2 separate regions of the Hordeum vulgare genome follow, and region 1 is linked to region 2. Evidence: chromatin contacts called from public Hi-C data. All regions are on one chromosome and are shown on one strand. The core of a region is the stretch at or near the end of the contact, and the rest is flanking DNA. Distances in the headings are between cores, read along the strand shown. Region 1 holds the start of LOC123397835 (bZIP transcription factor 44-like). Region 2 holds the start of LOC123396356 (transcription initiation factor TFIID subunit 15).

Region 1 (2,817 bases), core at 28-2,527, 230 kb before region 2:
AGATATTTTAGTTTTTTTTTCTTCAGGTTTTTAGGTGGGCCTTCGTTTTCGTCGATTTTCTGTTTTCACACGCTTGGCGCATGCTCTCATAAAAAAACATGTTTTAAATATTTATGACAGCCAAACAATTAAATTATGAACATCTACAAACTTTATGCTTATGTGCACTTATATAAATAGCATACTTTGGAAGGGCGTAACAAACCTGCGAGGAGAGGTCGTCGAGGTGTTGTTGCTTGCGCACCCTAGATCGGCGTGCCGACTCCCGGTTGGACTCCTTCCTCCTCTTCCTCCTCTTCTCCATCTGGGCCCGGAGGTCCGCGCAATCCTCGGCAGACCTGGAGCTCCGGGTCCCTTGGCTCGACCCGAAAGAGGTCCCACTTGACATGGTCACCCCTCAACAACTTACAGCAGTTTCACTTCCTCTTATATCTTGTATATAAAACACACCTTGTAACAGTACTTGCTTGTGTACCTTGTTACTCAGTGTACTAGCTAGCTATCTTGATTATGCTACTAGTATGAACTCCAGCTACGGCTACGGTTACAGGGAAGTTAGGGAGAAGACGTAGAACCAGTAGAGGAAGACGACGGAGAAGGACTGGACGAGGCGAGTGATCGCTGCGCCGACCATAAATCCGGAGAGGTGATGCTCCGCGACGACCAGCAACAACATCTACACGTGCTACTACCACGGCGGCTCCTCTCCTAGCCTACCATCAAGAACACAGCAGGCTCTTTTTCTTTCAAATGAAATTACCGATCTGTTGTGTTTTCAGATACAAGTTTTGGTACTATGTGGCAAGAAATATATAATTTTTTTTTTGCCAGAACCTCCTCTTGCAAATGAAACGGTGGCAGATCAAATTTCGGCAGAACCTCCCCCTGGGAATTGAATGAAGTGCGGATTCAATTTTGGCAGAGCCTCCCCTGGAAAATGGATGATCGGGGAAAGAATTTTCGGCAGAACCTCCCCTGGGAAATGGATGATGAGGGGAGAATTTTTTTGGCAGAACCTCCCCTGGAAATGGATGACCGGCCAAGAAAATTTGGGCAGAGCCTCCCTAAGTCAAAATAAAGATTTGGGAGGTTGGAGGGGGGTATGGGGTGAGGTGGCGGCGAGCTTGTTTGTGTCCACCCTGGACAGGGTTAGGCAGACAGAGGCCAAGCCAAGAAGAGCCCAAGCTGCCTGCCAGCAACGCAACGCAACGGAGCTGGGCGGAAGGAAACCTAGCAAGGGAGATGGGGAAGAGGGGAAAAGGGAATTGAAGCTTGGTGGAGAGGCGGCATTTATAGAGCCGGGAAACGGGCGGCTTTAGCAGAGAAACAATTGCGAGAGAAATTTGGTAAATGGTGGTGGTGGTGGACGGGAAAGGTGAAAGGGATGGCGAGATGCGCTCCGAATCTTCTGCGGCATCTGCTGGCAGCGTCAGGAATCGTTTCCCCTGATTTTTGCCGTCCGTCCGTGGTTTGGGTTTGATTGCCTGCGACGTCATTCGTGATTTTGCAATTAGTAGTCGCTTTTGTGGTAGCAGTAGCAATTTTTTTAGGGTGGTAATCGAGCCAAGAGTCATCGTCTTGAAGAGGCGATTTCCCCCTGCCGTATGAGATTGGATCGTCAGGTGTGAGCAAGGGGTCGAGCGAGGAGAGGACAAGCTTCTTTTCATTTTGTTTTTTCGGTGTTCTAGGCTAGTACGTACTAGTAACGTGCATCTCAAGAAATCCTTAGGTCATCATTGGGCATTAACTTGTTCTGTGTCCCGAAACAGGAATCGGTTGGCCGGCCACAGTCGTTGAGGTCTTTATACAGGCAATTGTTTGTTTGTTTTTTCCAAAAAAAAGGGAATTGTTTCTTTTTATCCCTTAGTTTCACGTTTATGACAACAATTACCTAATTTAGCATTTTTTTTACATTTCTACCAAATTCAAGTAGACTTGTGCCAAAAATATACCTTGTTATTTTTTATAATTGTGCATGTCACGTCAGCTGCTGGTTTATTTTACAGTGTAACTTTCTGATTTGCTTTCTATTCAAAAGGGATCACTAGTGTAAAAAAGACCTTTTGTTTGGAGCTTTAGTCCCGATCAAGTTTGGATCCGGGACTAATGTGAGAATTAGTCCCGCTTTCAATGGTTAGGAACGAACGGGGACACAACCATCTTGATATCAACCGGGACTAAAGGGGTTGCGGTAGGCTCGTGCCGTGCGAGCCTCTTTAGTCCCGGTTGGTGTTGGTCTCACCAACCGGGACTAAAGGTATATATTTAGTCCCGAGTAGTGATATCAATCGAGACTAAAGACTTCCCTATATAAGAGCAACTCTAGCAGACCCCGTATTCGTCCGGCCCGTAAAACGTGTTTGCAGTTCGCGTAAAAACGTCTATGCAGGTCGGCGCGCACGGACGCGGATGCAGACCCCGCATAACGGACCCGTAAAAGAGCATATTTGCGGAATATGCTTTGGTCGGGGAAAGCGCGGGCTGAAATGTCCTCCCACCAACCGCTTTCGCTCATATGCGGGACACCGCAACGGCGAGGTGGAAACCCGCGAATACGCGGGTTGGGGCCAAGATTTTGCCGTGCCCCACAAAAATATTTGCGGGCCGGGGCGGGATGCGGGGTCTGATCGGACAGGTTTTCTTAACATGGCATGTACTTAAGTGCTTCTTAACATCCACCATAAGAAACAAATATTATGGTGTGTACTTAAGTGCTTCTTAACATCCACTGTAAGAAACAAATGTGGCATGCACGTGAGATATGCATGTGTGAAGTGAGGTAAAATTATAAGACTCCCGTGAGAATTCAATGCATGT
Region 2 (2,989 bases), core at 153-2,652:
GATTTGGCGTGGACGCTGTCAGATCTGGCGAGATTGAGGGCCGGCGGCGCCATGGCCCTCCTGGAGGTCCCTGTTCAGCGAGAAAGAGGGAGAGATGCGAGAAGATTGAGAGGAAGGAGGAGAAGGGAGAGGGGCGAGGCGCCAGAGCGGCCGGAGGTCCGACGGGGCGTGGCGGCGGTGTGGGGTCACCGGTGAGGAGGCTTGCGGGCGCGAGGGGAGCTCGATCAGGAGGGAGCTGCACGCGGCGGTGCGGTCCGGTTCGGGCAGAGACGGGTTACAAGTTTTTTTTATAAAAGTGAAACGTTTTTTCTGAATCAACTAAAGTAGGGACTGCGGGTTGATTTGTCAAAAATAGGAGGAGTTTTTTTGTAAAAACATCATGGCGTACGACAGAAGCATTAACTGATTTATTATTATTAAAGGAGAGATAAACATTAGTCTTTTTCTTGAGACAAACTCGTTAAACTTTATTCAACCGTCACGAAATTTACAAAGATGAAACCAAGATTTTCCGGCTGGCCTAACCAACGTTAAAACATGCTTCGCAAGTCTGTTAGCCTTTATATTCGAGGTTCTAGATTCATGGTTAATCAAAAAGAAAAAAAAGACTCTGGATTGTTCTACTAATTCATGTGCTACAACCTCATACAATGCATCATTTCAGATTTGATAGCCTCCGCGACCACTTCGCAATCATAAGCAACACCATATTTTTGCAAGTAAAAATCATCTCAAAGCGCTAGTGCTTCATGGACCGACAACGTCTCCAGTATCTCGGGATCATCAATATTTCCACAAACCATCGTCGATGCCATTGAAAGGCGCATCTATCGTTCTGAGAAATCACTGCAACCATCCCAAAACCTTCATGTCGCGCTACTGATGCATCAACGTTCAGCTTTGCGTGTTGGTCTGGAGGTGGGCTCCAAGTCGTCGGTCTAGTAGCTGGTAATGAACGAGCTGCCTCCAGCTTCTTCAACAGTTGTTCTCTCTGAGCCAGCTACGAGTATGTGGTTCGACAGAGGACTTCTATGCATTCACGATCTCTTGTCAAAGGATTGTAACACTATAGTAATGGAATAAACTATTGTTGATCTTATTTCTTTTTGCAAGATTGATAAATAGCTAAAATAAAACCATGTGCGGCGTGGGGTGTTTGAAAAACCATCTGGTCTGCCCGGCGAAAGGTGATACATGAAGGATTTTAAAAAAAAATATTCGTTTTTTTTGTGAGTCTTATGGGATCCAGGGGTTACAAATCACCGGTCCAACCGAATTTGGCCCATTTCTTTTCAACCCAGCTGACAAACGTTGACAGCCCAGAAGCCCAGCATCTCAGCCTGCCCTGCCCTCGCCCTAATTGCGTGTGCCCATCGCCCACGAAACGCCATCCCCAAGCACGCAGTGAGCGCTGAGATCCGCCCAAACCTAGCGCCGTCGCGGCTTCTCAACCACGCGGCCGCCGCCGCGTTCCCGTCGGCAGAGCACGAGGCGCGCGGTCCTCCGCGCACGCCTTCGATCCGCGCCGTCAACCTCGGCGCATCCCGGACTAGGTAAAGCCTCGCCGCCCCCTCTCGCTCGCCGCGGTTTGTCGCCCGGTGAGGGAATTCAAGGGATTTCTGCTTCAGCGACGGGGGTTTAGTTACGTTCTATAGACTATGTGCTCAACACTCACATGCGTGACCCGTTGGATTTCTCACGCTGGTAAAAAATATCGTTGAGGACCTCGACTCTGATCCAGTTGTCAAACACGGTGTTCTGGTGCTCTCTGTCAGCCTTGTCATCTGTTTGTTGTTTGAATGTTGCGCTAGATTTTGGGCTGTGTTTTGGGCCCATCATTTGTACGGTTGGTTAAATATATCTGCAATTGTCGTTGTATTACGTGTGATAAGTAGACATGTCAAATTGGTAGCTCTTCATGTGCATCCAGCTTGGTGATGGAATATGCATCCTCTCCAAGTTTTCTGCTAAAATGCAGTAACATCACAAATTAACATGTGATGTGTCAATTTTTGCAACTAAGAATGCCATCAGGTTTACCTATTGCATGCGATGCAGCCCCTGAATTAAACAATGATGTAAGGTTGTTCATATCTCATCCACTTAACTTCACCATGCTGAACCAGTGACTTAGCATTATGGGCACTCCCTCCGATCCATATTAGTTGTCGCTCAAACAGATGTATCATAGACGTATTTCAGTGCTAGATACATCCGTTTCAGCGACTCGGAGGGAGTAACTTTCTTGTAAGCTTATGATATGTTAATAATCCATGGTGTATCCCCCTTTTTATCTTCTTCCTGTTTACTACCTGGCCTGCTCTGTTCTTCTCGTTGCTATTTTTGCCATTTGCACTTTTGTGCTTGTGATATTGTTTCAAAAACATGCTTTGAGGAATTGCACTAATCATCCACATCTGACCTTTGTGTTAACAGATGGCTGGATATATGTCTCGCGGACCCCCAAATGGCTCTATTTATGTATGCAATCTGCCTCCTGGAACTGATGAGACCATGTTGGCTGAATATTTTGGCACCATAGGGTTGCTAAAGGTATGGGTCTTACCAGGTAACATTTTCGCAACCACATGCAAGTTCTTGAATGGTCTTGTAAGCGCTTGTTAATTCCATGTCATGATATATTTGTCATTTCTTGTTCTCGTATCTCATCAGAAGGACAAAAGGACTGGCCACCCAAAGATTTGGATATACAGGGACAAAGTTACAAATGAACCAAAGGGTGATGCAACAGTCACCTATGAAGATCCCCATGCTGCTTCAGCTGCTGTGGAATGGTTCAACAATAAGGATTTCCATGGAAGCATCATCCAGGTTCACATAGCTGAGTCAAAAAACAAAGACACAGTTGATAACTTCACCAATGTGAGCGTCGATGCTGAGATTGTTGGACAAGATGAATTGGATAACGGGTCAGGCAGGGGTAGAGGACGTGGTGATGGTCCAGCAAAAGCTTGGCAGCAAGATGGAG

What was found. Hi-C and Micro-C count contacts between places; a contact is called where the count stands out from the background.
Region 1: a contact with region 2 is called in a Hi-C map of seedling, with 2.7 times the contacts expected there. The contact joins the promoter of LOC123397835 here to the promoter of LOC123396356 in region 2. A contact is called at or near these places in 3 of 6 Hi-C or Micro-C datasets (leaf and seedling) and 1 of 1 datasets of contacts at active chromatin or transcription factors (embryo).

What each region holds. Positions count from the first base shown.
Region 1 is chr5H:382,457,612-382,460,428 of MorexV3_pseudomolecules_assembly, reverse strand. LOC123397835 (bZIP transcription factor 44-like) reads right to left here and starts at 1,277. Exons shown (of 2, transcript XM_045092366.1): 1 at 206-1,277. The coding sequence starts at 388.
Region 2 is chr5H:382,230,235-382,233,223 of MorexV3_pseudomolecules_assembly, reverse strand. It overlaps LOC123396356 (transcription initiation factor TFIID subunit 15), which reads left to right and starts at 1,402. Exons shown (of 8, transcript XM_045091310.1): 1 at 1,402-1,553; 2 at 2,437-2,553; 3 at 2,674-2,989. The coding sequence starts at 2,437.